Regions from separate parts of the Macaca mulatta genome. Here region 1 is linked to region 2. The links are chromatin contacts, called in public Hi-C maps. All regions are on one chromosome and are shown on one strand. The core of a region is the stretch at or near the end of the contact, and the rest is flanking DNA. Distances in the headings are between cores, read along the strand shown. Region 1 overlaps SHB (SH2 domain containing adaptor protein B). Region 2 holds the start of SHB (SH2 domain containing adaptor protein B).

The links. Hi-C and Micro-C count contacts between places; a contact is called where the count stands out from the background.
Region 1: a Hi-C map of cortical neurons shows a contact between it and region 2, with 4 times the contacts expected there. The contact joins the enhancer-like site here to the promoter of SHB in region 2. A contact is called at or near these places in 8 of 14 Hi-C or Micro-C datasets (CD4 T cells, blood, cortical neurons and 4 more).

What each region holds. Positions count from the first base shown.
Region 1 is chr15:61,672,276-61,679,065 of T2T-MMU8v2.0, forward strand. SHB (SH2 domain containing adaptor protein B) reads left to right here. Exons shown (of 7, transcript XM_077965687.1): 7 at 4,163-5,033. The coding sequence ends at 4,346. Among named protein-coding and RNA genes, the nearest start is that of SLC25A51, 32 kb to the right of the region's middle. Within about 2 kb of position 2,131, at least 6 of the 40 cell types and tissues checked have an H3K27ac peak or open chromatin away from gene starts, as enhancers often do. A contact at or near this core is called in cortical neurons and fetal cortical plate, where this site is marked.
Region 2 is chr15:61,526,604-61,533,556 of T2T-MMU8v2.0, forward strand. SHB (SH2 domain containing adaptor protein B) reads left to right here and starts at 1,412. Exons shown (of 7, transcript XM_077965687.1): 1 at 1,412-2,710. The coding sequence starts at 1,994. The region is part of intron 1 of LOC144334622 (a long non-coding RNA gene); the gene reads right to left.

The DNA of each region.
Region 1 (6,790 bases), core at 881-3,380, 150 kb after region 2:
CATCTGAACGCCTGTGACAGCTCCAGCACCCCGGCCTCTGCCAGCCTTACAAGACTCATTAGACAGGTCACCCACCAGAGACACCTCTCATTGTGACTTTGCCCTCGCAAGATGTCCTGTCAAAGGAGACGGGGCTGATGCAGGAGCTTGGCAGGCACAGCAGACTGTTGAAGCTCCCCGGGGGCAGTGTCCTCCCTGAACCGCGATGGTGCTGAAGTGCGGAAGTCCACGCTGCCTTGAAGAAAGGTGGGAGGAGGTGTGGCCCAGAGCCCGGCTTACCTGGCTCGGGATGCAGGACCAGGGCTTTGGGCTCACCTGCAGCCTGCCTTGCTGTGCACCTTGGGCCAGGGTAGTATACTGTCTGGCTTCAGTTTCCTCCACAGTACCCCAGGGGAGTGAGAGGTGACCCCCAGACTGCTTGCAGCTCAGAATACATGCTGTCTGCAGCAGCCACGCATCCCTGGGCATACTCCTTGCCTGATGTACCCCTCTGTTCTCCACAGAAATGCTCATGCTTCCTTTGCTCATGCTCGCCTCTCCTTTTGTGTGAAGGTGGGAGTCAGCGAAGCCACTCCTGGCAGCTGCTTTTAAATCTTCAACTGTTAGGTGACATCTCCCTCATGGGGACCTTAACCAATGAGAATGTATTGTCACAGCATGTCTCCTGGCTGTGTGTGGACAAGGCGTCACCTGACCCTTGCATTGGTCGAGGATTGGCAGATAGTCTCGGGACCTCAGACCCCTGGGGGGCGGTCCTGGGGGCTCCACCAATCAGAACATGTCATTCCCAATCCTCGGCACAGCCCCTTGCGTGGGTGCCACACATTGTCTTTTACTCCCAGCCCCTCTGCTGTCTCTGACCTGCTGTCAGCCCTGCACCATGGGCGCTGTGGAAGCGGAAGATCAGCGTGGAGGGGATGTTTGCTCAGGGTCTGACGCCTCTCACCCACCCCCCTGCCTGGCTTCACGTGGAGCACTGAGGGTTACATGAGGCCCTCTCTTAGGTCTGGGGAGTGCTGAGGTCAGGAGCACTGACTCTGGACATTGGCTGCTGATGATCACTGTGTGATCTTGGGCCGGACACCTCCCCTGTCTGCTCCTCGGTGCTTAAACACATAGAGCCTGGCCTATAGGAAGGATTGTCCCTGAAGGCAATCCTGGCCGATGCCCCAGCGAAAGCAGGACTGGGGATGAGGGCAGCGGTGGAGGGAATGTGTCAGGCTGCTTGCAGACCCCTTCCTGCAGGAAGCCCTCAGCAGGTAGGCAGCAGATTATGTTTTGCACATATGGAATCCAGGACCTAGGGCTGGAAGCACCCCCCGGGGTCATCTAGTCAGCCTCCCTGTGGATGCAGTGGGAGAAGGGACAGAGCCCAGCAAGGCACAAGGACAGCCTGAGGGCTAGGGAACCCACGGGGTGCAGTGCTTGAGCCCGGGAGGGTCAGCATGTGAGCGTGCCTTTCTCCCTCTGCCTGAGAATGGTCAGGCCTCAGACTGGGGGTTCATGGAGCCCAAGTGCTGGTCCCAGCTCTGCCTTGGTCTCTGAGCTTCGGGACCAGCCTGCCCCATTGGCACAGCCTGGCTCAAGGTGGTAAACTTGTGGGTGCTTACACAAGCGAAATAGGAGTGTGTTGGGGGGGGATAAACAGCAGGCTCAGACAGGCAGGAGGGACTTCCAGGGGACGTCTAGACTCTTCTCAGCCTGGCAGCTGCCCCAACTCGCTATCTGTCAGCAGCCAAGGTACAGAGGACATCGTACCTTGGCCATTCTAAGCCCCTATCCTGTGAACAGAGGAGCTTAGCGTCTGCTTCAGACTGTGAGAGCCATTGCCGCCGTCACTGTCCACATCCCTTGCCCGATGCTGTAGAACAAATTAGTGTGAAATGTCACTTTCATCCATGTGAGTTACTCTCCTAACTTTGAAAATGAAACTGGCTCGCTCCCCTACAGCTTCATACCTGCACACTGGCAGACTCTTCCCGCCAGCGGCCGTGACCGTCTGCCTGACACCTCCTCCACTCTGTCCCCCAGGCATAGATCTGTGAGAATCACAAAGCCTGCTGGTCCAGCACCCCAAAAACATAAGGCCACTCAGTGCATGCACGTAGAGGGGAATGATGTGCCCAGGGTCACACCCTCCTCCCTGCTGAGTGTCCCTGGCACCTGCAGCCCCTTCTTACCAGCCCTGCTCTCTCGCCCGCCCACACCCGTTCTCCAGGCGAAGCTGGGCATGTGGCTCTGAGAGCTCAGCTTTTTAACTCTTCTGCTGTTTTCTCAGCCACGCAGTTTCAGTGTGTTATTTAAGCAATCACAGCCCTTTCCAAGCTGGCACAGATCTGTGGTCTCTTCGGCGTGGCGGGTAGGTGAGTCTTCACTGGAATGGAGTTTTACATTCTTCTTGTCATATACACGCCGTTTCCTTTCTGCAGCCTAAGCAAGTGCGCCGCCTGCTTCTCAGACGTGTCTAGGCAATTCTCCAATGAAATGACCCTTCACTGAGGAGCAGAACTTGCCACAGGCTCTGTAATTAGAACATTGCCAGCCTTAAAAAAATCTTGATTTAAATTTCAGTTCTCTACAGGAATTATTCTCTCTTGAAATGTAATTGCTCTCCCAACGATTTCTGTTAAGCTGAGGGTGACATCTCTCAATACATTATTATAAGCAGACATATTGCTTAGTGCTCGCACTTCATTAAGCATTTGTTCTGCCCATTTGAAAATGGTCCTGGAGCCCAAGTTAAGGTGTCAATAGAGCGGGCACTCGTTAGCTTGGGAAGCCCAGTCCTGACTGGAAGAGATGTGTTCAAGCCCTGAGAGGCCTTGTGGGAGCGACAGTGGCGAGGGGCGGAGCTGGAGTGGAAAGGCTGCAAACCTTCAAGTCTGCTTGGAGCTCAGGTTGGGGGAGTCTTCTAGAGGCCGTGGAGATGGGGGCAGGTGATTTGTCAGAAGCTCCAGCTTTCTACCTAAGGGACAGACACCCGATAAAGTGAACTGTGCTTTGGAAAATCTAAAGCATCCACAGGTGTGGTGGCAGGATCATAGTGGAATCATAAAAGGTGTGGAACTGAGTAGGCAGGAAGACGGCAGCCTGGACCGAGGCAGGCTGGTGGAGGGGTGAGGGGTCCAGTGTGGCTGCAGCCCCAGCGAGAGCTGGGAGAGGTCTGCTGGGGCCAGGCAAATGCTGGTGGGAGGACCATGGCCTTGGCTCTGTGTGAGCAGATGCAGGTGGGCTCCAAGGGCTTTGAGCACACAGGCTCTGCTCTGATCTCTGAGGAACCCACCCCACTGCTTTTCCTTGAGCAGACTTCAGGAGGTTCCTCTCAGGCAAGTCTGAAGCCAAGCATGGTGGACATAGACTGGGCTCTGCTCCGTGGCATGCTCAGAGGAGCTGGGATGGTGGCTAAGTACCTGCAGTTCAGGAAGGCACGCGTGTCCTCAGTGCCACCAGATGAAGGAAGGAGCTCTGCCTGTGGGAGCCTGGAAGACCACCCAGCAGAGACAACACAGGCTGGACCTTGGGAGAGACAGGGTTTATGAAGAAGGGAAGGATGCAGAGGGCAGGTAGTACAGACTTTCTGCCCACATTGCATTGGCTAAGCCAAGTCACATGGGTAACTGCCTGCAAGGGAGGCTGGGAAATGTAGTCCCTGGCTGGGTGGCCCCTTCCCAGTGACAGTTTTCTACTACTGAAAGGGAAGGACAGATCACTTGCCATCTCTGCCACACAATTTCCTCCTCTGGAAACTGGGGGTGATGACCCTTGCCCTACCCACTTGTCATGGCATTGGGGATATGAACACACTTTGCACCTGTCAGGCAAGGCTTAAACAGGGATATGCACTAGTAGTATAAAGAGGGACTAAGTTTTGTTTTGTTTTTCTGAAGAAGCCCCTAGAATCATTCAGTGTTGGAATGCTCTCCTGTAGCCTGGCAGCAGAACCAGCCGTGCTGCTGGTTCTGGGTCAGATGCTGGAATTGGGGGTGCACTTGGGTGCAGCTGCATTTCATCTGGTCCTGGGCCTTGGCCCTGGCATGGAGAGGTGCAACTCCCAGCCACTTCATGGCTGGGATCCCTTCTGTCCCAGACAGCTGAGGAGTCCCTTGGCCTTAGCCTGAGTGTCAGAGGGGTAGTTCTGATAACCTCTGTGTTTTGTTCACAGGAGCAACCAGGGTTTTATGCACATGAAACTGGCCAAAACCAAAGAGAAATACATTCTGGGTCAGAACAGCCCTCCATTCGACAGTGTCCCGGAAGTCATCCACTACTACACCACCAGAAAGCTACCCATCAAAGGGGCCGAGCACTTGTCCCTCCTCTACCCCGTGGCTGTGAGGACCCTGTGAGCGGACCAGACCTGCCCTGCTCTGTGACAGAGCCTGAGACTTGGAGGTGCCGGAGGCCCCCCACCAACCAGCCCGGCCACTGTTGCTGGCTGTGTCATTTGTGTTGTGTGTATGGTACTAGCACACCACTGCATGTCTCTAGAATGCTGTTGCCACTTACGGGGGCTGGAGAAGGCCTGGATAAAGACAGAGGGGCGGCCAACACACCACCCCAGCCCCCACCCCCACCCTCTCCTTGAGTTTCTGTGAATTAAAATATTTGCAAATCCAAAGAGATGCCTTCCAGGATGAACAAAGGCAGACCAGCTCCGAGGGGTGGGGGCAGGGCGGGGCGGGAGCTCCCTGGCTGACATCTCTTTGTTCTCCAGCCGTCTCGAATTCACACCTGTGTATGGGGCAAAGTTTTCCCACAGGGGCCCCCAACGGATGCTGGGAGCCAAATGCTGGTGCTTTGAGAGTCCCGGAGGCACTGGCGTTCCGCCCCGCTGGTGTGTGTGTGTGTGTCTGTGTGAGTGTGTGCGTGAGTACAGATGTGAGAATGTGGTCACACACAGATGGGTAAGCCCGCTGATCTACTTGTAGTCACTCAGTGTAATCGTTAGGCGATCTTCAAGGAATCATTGTGCAGTCAAAAAGAGGATTCAATTATTTATGAATAGGGTATGTAAATAAAATAGTCATTTAATATATAGCCTTATCCTTTTTTGATATACTGCAGAGGGTCTCTGAGGGGTCAGTGCTTGTCTACTGGTTTCACTCCCAGAGAAAGGTGTGTCTCCTCTGGGCTTCCTGCTGTGGCAGGCCCCAGGGAGGGGAGGGAGGCCGAGGCCTCAGCTCCAGTCCTCAGCAGCTCTGGACACCAGAGCCATCTGCTCTGGCAACTGGGCTGAGGCAGTCGGTAGCACTCTGGGAGTCAACCCAGAGCTCAGGGTTCAGGCTTCAGCAGTGGACAGTCAGGAGCCTCCAGTGTTGATCAAACAACCGGTCTTTCCCTCCTGCAGTGGGATGTCTGTGTTGACACGCCCCCAACCCCCGGACACAGCACCCAGCTGGCTACAAAGGGCTCTGTCCCCACTGTCTGTCAGTGCCACCTGGGAGGTATTTAACATGTAGGGAAAGGGAGACAGAGAAGGAACGTCATTTGCCCAAAGCCACACAGCTCACTAGCGGCAGAGCGGTTCTGCAGCCGGTGCTCTTTCGTTGGTTCTGCATGGCCTTGCTGTCACTCTGCCCATGGAGGAGGCAGAATCCTGACCCCCCAGGGACATTGAGCCCTCAGTGGTCCACACTGCTTCCACACACAAACACACACACACCCTCTCTTGCTGGCCGCAGCAGGGTCCTCCCACACAGGCCAGGCAGCCCCGATGAGGCTACGTGCTTCTCAGCTCTCCTGCTTTTTCCACCCAGCCAGCAGCATGAAGCCCTCTCCTGAATGAGATACCACGGTTCCAGAGCCTTCGCCAGGCACCAGCTGGTCTGAACGAACTGGAAGTTTGACGACTGTCATCCCTGGCCCACCTGGGCAGAGCACAAGGGGCTGAGTTTGAACGTCATCAGCAGGTTCCGACATCAGCACTGCTCATGTCTTTAGAGACTGTTTGGAGGTGATTCCAGCTCACTTTTGAGATGCAGAGACACAGGAGGACTCGCCAAGGCCACGTGTTGAGCTGGGACAGAGCCCTGCCCCTTTAGGTAGCTGCACAGACTTCAGCGGTTTGTGCAAAGCCCTGCCCTTGGCGACCCGTCTTTAGGGACCAGCCGCCTCTTGGGTCGTCCTCCCGGGTCCTGTCTGGCAGTCCATGTGGCCCAGCCCTCATGGAGACCATGCTGGCTGTGGCCTGGGTCTAGTCTCCTAAAGAAGCCAATCCTTTCCTTGCGTGTTTGGCATTTCCTAGAGCATCCCTCAATGAGGGAGGATGGCGGGAATGCCCTGGAAGGATTCATGCTTTCCTTTTGGGGAGTGGGAGGGTAGGTGGGAAATGACAAGATGAGTGAGGAGTTGGCACTTGTCCAAACAGAGGAGCCTGGACCCCAAGGCTTATCCTCAGAGGAGGTCCATGAGAGGCTGAGGAAGTGGGGGGACAACCCTCCGGCAGGGCAGGAGGGTGAGACCTCTCACCCTGGCAAGTTCAGGTCCGGCCACTTCCTGAGGCTGCTGGGTGGGGCCGCACCTCATGGTCCTTCTCTGTGGACAGTCTTCCCGGGCAGATCGCTCCTCAGGAAAGGCTCTGGGAGGCTCTCAGTGGAAGCTGGCAGCTGTACCCTCTGGCCCTGACTTGGCCTCTTAGGGTATTCCTGGGACCCTCCCTCTGTCCCCGGCCTTCATCTTCCTGAAGTTTCCCTGGGAGGCCCAACCTTCTGAGCCCCTCAGGGACAGAGGCCAGCAGAGGAGCCAGCTTACAGGATGGGAGCTGCTGAAAAGAATTTTTTTCCCTTAATTT
Region 2 (6,953 bases), core at 162-2,661:
AAATTCAAAGCAGCACCAGGCACTAGTGGCAGCTACTTCATCTTCAGGCAGCATTTCCCTCTCAACAGGGAGCATGCCACCTCCCCCAGGTGCAGATCCCAGGAAAAGTTACACTGAGCAAATTGGGCCACTCCTTGGGCCTATTTCCCCAATTTTGGTTAATAATCAAAGGATGATCTGAAATCGCAAAGAAGAGACTCTTGGAAAAGACATAATTGTGGTGCCACCAGATTTAGGAACTGGCATCCAAGTCCACCTTTGTGACTTTCCCCTGGGCCTCAGTTTCTCCATCTGTAAAATGAGGTCATTTATTTTTTTTGAGACGCAGTCTGGCTCTGTTGCCCAGGCCGGAGTGAAGTGGTGCGATCTCGGCTCACTGCAACCTCTGCCTCAGCCTCCCGAGTAGCTGGGATTACAGGTGCCTGCCACCACACCCGGCTAATTTTTCTATTTTTACAGCGGGGTTTCACCATCTTGGCCAGGCTAGTATTGAACTTCTGACCTCGTGATCCACCCGCCTCAGCCTCCCAAAGTGTTGGGATTATAGGCGTGAGCCACCGCACCCGGCCGAGTTCCTGTACTAAATGGAGCCCTGCCAGCCCCTACAACATAAGGCATTAAACGTTCCCACAACTTGCTCCGCCAGGCTGGCAGTGAACAGGGCTAAAAGCCTCGACTTCCTCAGAGGTGAAAAGGTAAGCAAACATTCCGACCTCCCCTAGACTTGCTCTCGAATTGGTGCTGGGCCCGGCTCCCACCGCCTATCCCGGCCACATCCGTCATCTGGACTGCTAATACACTCATTAGCATAAAGATTCCTCCGAAGACCCGGTGCACGGGGCTGAACCGGAGTCTGTCCCTTTAAGGAAAAGGGGGACAGCCAGTCTGTCCCTAAGGACACTCGGCACTGCATTTCCTCCACACGGGCCACGCTGTAAACTAGAAAGGTTCCGTGTTAATCCACCCCCACTCCTCAACCCCGACAGGGGGATCCTTGGAGTGAACAACGCGCGGGGTCCCGGAGGACTGCGGACACGTTTGGCCTCTGCGCGTAGCAGACTCCGCCAGGCAACCTCTTGCCCGAGGCAGCGGCGAGCAGCAAGCTAGGCGGAGCCGGCTGCGCGGCGGGACCCCGGCGCCCTGGGGCACGACCCTGGTGCTGGCGCCTGGGCGGCCGCGGGAGGTGGCGCGTGCCGGAGCGGAGAGGTGCGCCCACCCCAGGCCCGGGCGCGAGGGAGGCGGGGCTTGGGCCGCGGCCCCGGGCCAGGCTCGCGGGGTGGGCGGTGCTGGGTCTGCGGGGGCGGACGGGGGGCGGGGCGCGCGCGGGCTCCGGGAGGGCGGGACGGCGGCGCGGGGCGGGCTCTGGCGGCCTGAGTGTCACACACGCGGCGGCTCGGGAGGCGGCGGCGGCAGTGGCAGCGACAGGCGCCGCCGGGACGGGCACGGGCGCGCGGGCTCGGGCGGGCGCCGGCTGCCTCCCTCCGTCGCTCGCTGTCTCTCCCGGCCGCATTCTCCTCGGCTGCGCGGCAGAGCTCGCCCCAGCGCTCGCAGGAAGGAAGAAGGGAGCCGAGGACGCCGAGAAGTTCCCGCGGCAGCCGCAGATCCCGGCCAAGGCGGAGGCTGCGGCTCCGACGGGGCAGGAGCGCGCTCCACGGCGGGGGGCTCACGGCCACAGGGTCCGCGGCGGTAGCGCTCGGACCTTCCGCTCTCCCCCGGGCCGTGGGCCGGGACCCCATGAGACGCGCCCACGAGGGGCGCGAGATCCCTAGCTCGGGCGGCGCTAGGCGGAGGGCGGTGCTGCAGCTGCCGGAGCCAGAGAGCTGCCGGCAGGAGGCGGCGGCGGCGAGAACTTGAACTTGGCGTCGCGAGCGGGCGCCCCGGACGCCCCCCGCCGGGGCCGGGGCGCCGAGGGACCTGCGCGGCAGCGCTGCCCCCCGAATGGCCGCGGCGGCGGACCGGGCTCCCACGCCGCGGCCCTAGGCGGCCTCTCGCCATGGCCAAGTGGCTAAACAAGTACTTCAGCTTGGGCAACAGCAAGACCAAGAGCCCACCGCAGCCGCCGCGGCCAGACTACCGCGAGCAGCGGCGCCGGGGCGAGCGGCCCTCGCAGCCCCCCCAGGCCGTGCCGCAGGCCTCCTCCGCCGCTTCGGCGTCCTGCGGTCCGGCCACCGCCTCCTGCTTCTCGGCCTCCTCGGGCTCCCTGCCCGACGACAGCGGCAGCACCAGCGACCTCATCCGCGCCTACCGCGCGCAGAAGGAACGCGACTTCGAGGACCCCTACAACGGGCCTGGCTCGTCGCTGCGCAAACTGCGCGCCATGTGCCGCCTGGACTACTGCGGCGGCGGCGGGGAGCCAGGCGGGGTGCAGCGCGCCTTTTCGGCCTCGTCCGCGTCGGGCGCCGCGGGCTGTTGCTGCGCCTCCTCGGGCGCGGGGGCCGCCGCGTCGTCGTCCTCCTCCTCTGGCTCCCCGCACCTCTACCGCAGCAGCAGCGAGCGGCGGCCCGCCACGCCGGCCGAGGTGCGCTACATCTCCCCCAAGCACCGCCTCATCAAAGTGGAGAGCGCGGCGGGCGGCGGGGCCGGGGACCCCCTGGGGGGCGCCTGCGCGGGCGGCCGCACCTGGAGCCCGACGGCTTGCGGAGGCAAGAAACTGCTCAACAAGTGCGCCGCCTCAGCCGCGGAGGAGAGCGGGGCCGGCAAGAAGGACAAGGTAAGGTGCCCCTTGGCCTCTTTCCGAGGTACCAAAAGAGCCACGGTGCGCACGGGGAAACCAAGGCACCCACCGCTCTGGTGTCGAGTCCCTACTTCAGCTTCGGCCTAGGACCCTGGGTCGGGGCTGGCGTGCTGCTTCCCCGGTTCTGCCCCCTCCCGCTCGCTTTTCCTGGGACCGGCGGCCTCCTGACACCACCGCTTTCGCCGCTGCTCCCAGAACGTCTCCTCTCTGAGCCCACAGCCCGAGCGAGAGCGCCCGGCCCAGCCTTGTCCCAGGAAGACGGACCCAGCCAGCCCTTCCGGCTGCCAAGGAGTAAAGTCAGAGTCAGAGCTGTCAAGGACTTCAAAGAGCTTTGACTCCTGACTCCCCTTACTCCAGCCTCCACCCTCCGCTCACGCTCTAGGTGGGGAACTGAGGTCCAGAGCAAGGAAGGGACTCGCCCAATATTACACAGCATTCTTGGTGGCAGATCTGGACCGGCTGTCTCCAGCGTGTATATGTAAATCCCTCGCGGCTGCCCTGCCCCGCCCCGCCCCGCCCCGCCCCGCCCCGCCCCGCCCCGCCCCGCCCCGCCCCGCCCCGCCCCGCCCCACCCCCAGCTCCAGGTTTCCAAATTCGGGCTGCCTGGTACCGGAGCTGCTCCGGGAACCTCCATGCGTGCTTTTCCGGTTGAAATGCGCTGCCTCCAAGAGCGCTCCTCACCGAACCCGTCAGTTCCTGCCGCTGCGCGCGGGAGGGGGTCAGCCTATCAGGCCCGGCTGGAAGGAGACCCCACCCCTCCTATCCTCACCTGCTTCCTTCCTGACCTCAACCCTACCCCATACGGTACCAGGAACACGGGGGGGGACTTTGTGACAACCCCCTTCCTAACGCATTAGGCCATCTAGTTCCCTCCCTTTGAAGCAGACGAGTTAATTACAGCCAGACTAGGCCCCCTCCTCCTCCTTCACACTCCTGTGAAGCCCTCCCTTCCCCCATAAAATAATACTTGTTCTGTCTACTTCTGGTGGAAGGCAGTGTTTTGATTAAATCTGAGGCCCGGTGGGAGAGCTTCTTCCTTCTCAGCGCCCTGGTCCGTGTCTGTTGTTCTCCCCACCTTCTTCCCCCAAAGATAAACCTTTGCCCAGGCCTGGGCTGGGGGAGACAGATTAAGAGTCTGAGTTCCTTTTAGGACTGGACGTCCAGACAGCAGTGAGGCAGGCTCTTACCTGCCAGCTGGTGCCTGGAAAGGGATCTTATTTGTTTGCCAGGAGAGAGGAGGAAGGGAATGTCCCTCCTCTAGTTTTTCTGCCTGGCCTCCTCTCCCCGAGGTCCCCGGAATATCCCATCCCCTGCTTGATCTGCATGGGCAGTCCGTGGAGGATCCCACCTCTCCCTGGAGGCAGTTTGGGGCACGCCTCGGAAGCTTGGACTCTGGGTTTCCTAAGCACCCAGGATGCCACACCTAGAGATGACAACTAGCTGGGAGCCAGGTGGCCACCCAGGAGCTGCCTTGGGAGAGGGGGTAGATTTCCCTGGGAGCCACCAGGACCCTGGGCTTGTGGTTGATCAGTGAGGGAAACACCAGATAGGCTCCGTGCAGTCTTATGCATGGCCCAGGCTTGGCTTGGTGCAGGCACTGGGGAGGTCTTGAATATAAAAGGCGGCACGATAGGGTCACGCAACTGCACCGGACTTTATGCATCCTCCTTGTTACCCTGCAGCCACACCCCAGGTGGGCAGATCTCCTTTCTGTTTCACTGCTAGTGGTTCAAAACTTCAGTAAATATTTTTTTCCCAATTACAATTAAGACTGTTTCAAACACTGAGAAATGATTTGTTTTATAGCCAGGTTGTCAAGATGTTTAAGACTTGACTTCTTTTCATCACCAGATATTTCTTATGGGTCTTTTCTGTGCCCTCCCCTGCTGGGTGCTGGAGCAGAGACCCTCTGCAGTGAATGCTATGACAGAGGCCATAGTGGCATGATGGTGATGAGTGCTATGATGAGACCTTGTGTTACAGGGTTACAGGAAGGATGAAGGGCACGGGAGAGGTTGGGGGGTGTGGCATCGAGGAGTGCACCTTGGAGGCAGGGCCGTTATTGTGAGGGGGGTGGTGGTCACCATGGTTGGCTGGAGAAGAGCCCTGTGCTTCAGGGAACTGCAGATGAAGTCCCATGTGACTGAAATTGAGAGGTTGAGATAAGTTGGGCAGGGCCTGGATCAGGGAGGACCTTGTAAGCTAAGCACAGAGGGGGCCTGTGAAGGGATTTAGCTGTGAGAGTGTTGTGATCAGATATGATTTTTTAGAAGATCTCTCTGGGCTGCTTTTCACCTACTAGGTTGTGACTGTAAGACCTTTGATCTTTTGAGAAGTTGTCCAGATGTTCTTTCTACCCAGGAGGGAGGAGGCAGCCAGAGAGGGTCAGCAGAACGTTCTAGTGCAGTGATCCTCAAACTTTAGTGTGCCTAGAGGGCTGGTTACAATAGATTGCTGGGGTCCATCCTGCAGCAACTAATTGAGCATGCCTGGTGGGGGACCTGCGTATTTGCATTCCAGCATTTCCCAGGTTGAGGGGAAGTGGCTGAGGGTCCTGGGACCATGCTTTGAAAACCACTCATGCAACAGTGGCTTCTTCTTAACTGTCCGTCTGGGTCTTCTGGTCAGGGCAGCCTTGGAATGCAGAGACACTGGATGCCCTTGTTTCTGCCATCTGTGTGTGGCTACTTCCTGATCCTTGGCCAGCACCCCTCCACCCCCACCCCATCATGCAGTCAGGAAGCAGTTGTTTTCACATTATTTCCAGCCAGACAGCTTTTGGGAGGCCAGGCACACTGTAGATCCAGCCTTCCTTCTGCCCCTCACTCATGGATCCAGGAAGACCCACTTCTGGCTCCTCGTTTAGTCTTTGTCCATTGTTAGAGGTCTCACCCTCTCACCTAAGCTGGAGTGCAGTGGCGCAGCTATGGCTCACTGCAGCCTCAACCTCCCAGGCTCAAACAATCCTCCCACCTTAGCCTCCTGAGTTACTGGGGCCACGTACTGTCACACCTGGCTAATTTTTTTATTTGTAGAGATCAGGTGTCGCTATGTTGCCCAGGCTCCTGGGCTCAAGTGATCCTCCTGCCTTGGCCTCCCAAAGTGCTGGGATTACAAGTGAGAGCCACAGCACCCCACCCACTTTTCCGATTGTAATTATTTGGAAGAAAAACTAGGCTTACTCTAATGGTTTCTCCCCTAACATAGCCCATTTTTCCCAGCATTTACTTTGTGCTCAGAGATGTCTTGGTATAAGTGTGAGGAGGGGAGGTAATGAAGGATGCAGGAGATTTGTCCATATCTCTGGCCTGAGCCCCTGGAGGAGATTGACAGGAATTTCATCCTTTGTTTCCCAGTGTTTTTATCTTGGAGAATTTGGGGAGATCATCACCTAGGAGGTGGCTTTGAGCTGGATCTAGAGTTGGAAGTGGAATCCCAGCGCAGGGGAGAGGGTGACTGCAGGCTGCAGGAGTGCTTATGTGTCAGGGTGTGCATATGTAAGTGTATACGTGTGTGTGAACATAGACGTGTGCATGTACGTGTGTGTATGTGTATAAAATCTCAACATGGGGCCTGTTCTTGGAAAGCAGCATTTTCATGCAGCTGGGCCTTGTTTGGGGAATGAGAGACGACAATGTGAGAGAGGTAGGGGCTTGAAGTTAGACCCCACAGGGGAGACCTTGAAGGTTGTTGAGCCAGGGAAGGGATGTACTCAGAGCCATGGTGAAGGGGCATCCAGGCTATAAACAGCTGCCAAAATCTGGGGATCGAAGTTAGGGCACAGCTGTAGTTCTGGTGAGAGACGGTAAGGGCCTGAGCTCCTGGGAAGAGAAAATGAAACTGGAATAGGTAGACACATTATTCCTTCAAGTTGTGCTTTATAAAAAAAAAAACAATGATTACAAAAGAGGCCAGTTACTTTGGTAGGTCTCCTTTTGTGCAGCCAAACAGGTCTTATCCAGTTATATTTTCTGCTGAAGTCTTGTTTCTTTTATTATAATTAAATAAATGTTGTTTCCACCACAATTAAGTCAGGATGCATCATGACATCAGTTTTCCCGGGTTTTAAATACATACTGATGTGTACCAACACTTTATATTTTGTCAGCATCCAGAGTTGAGTTAAATAACACTTTTTCCATAGTTACAGAATAAATAATATCATGTCTAACTTCTTTTTTTTTTTTTTTTTTTTTTAACATCCAGCAAACAGTTTCTA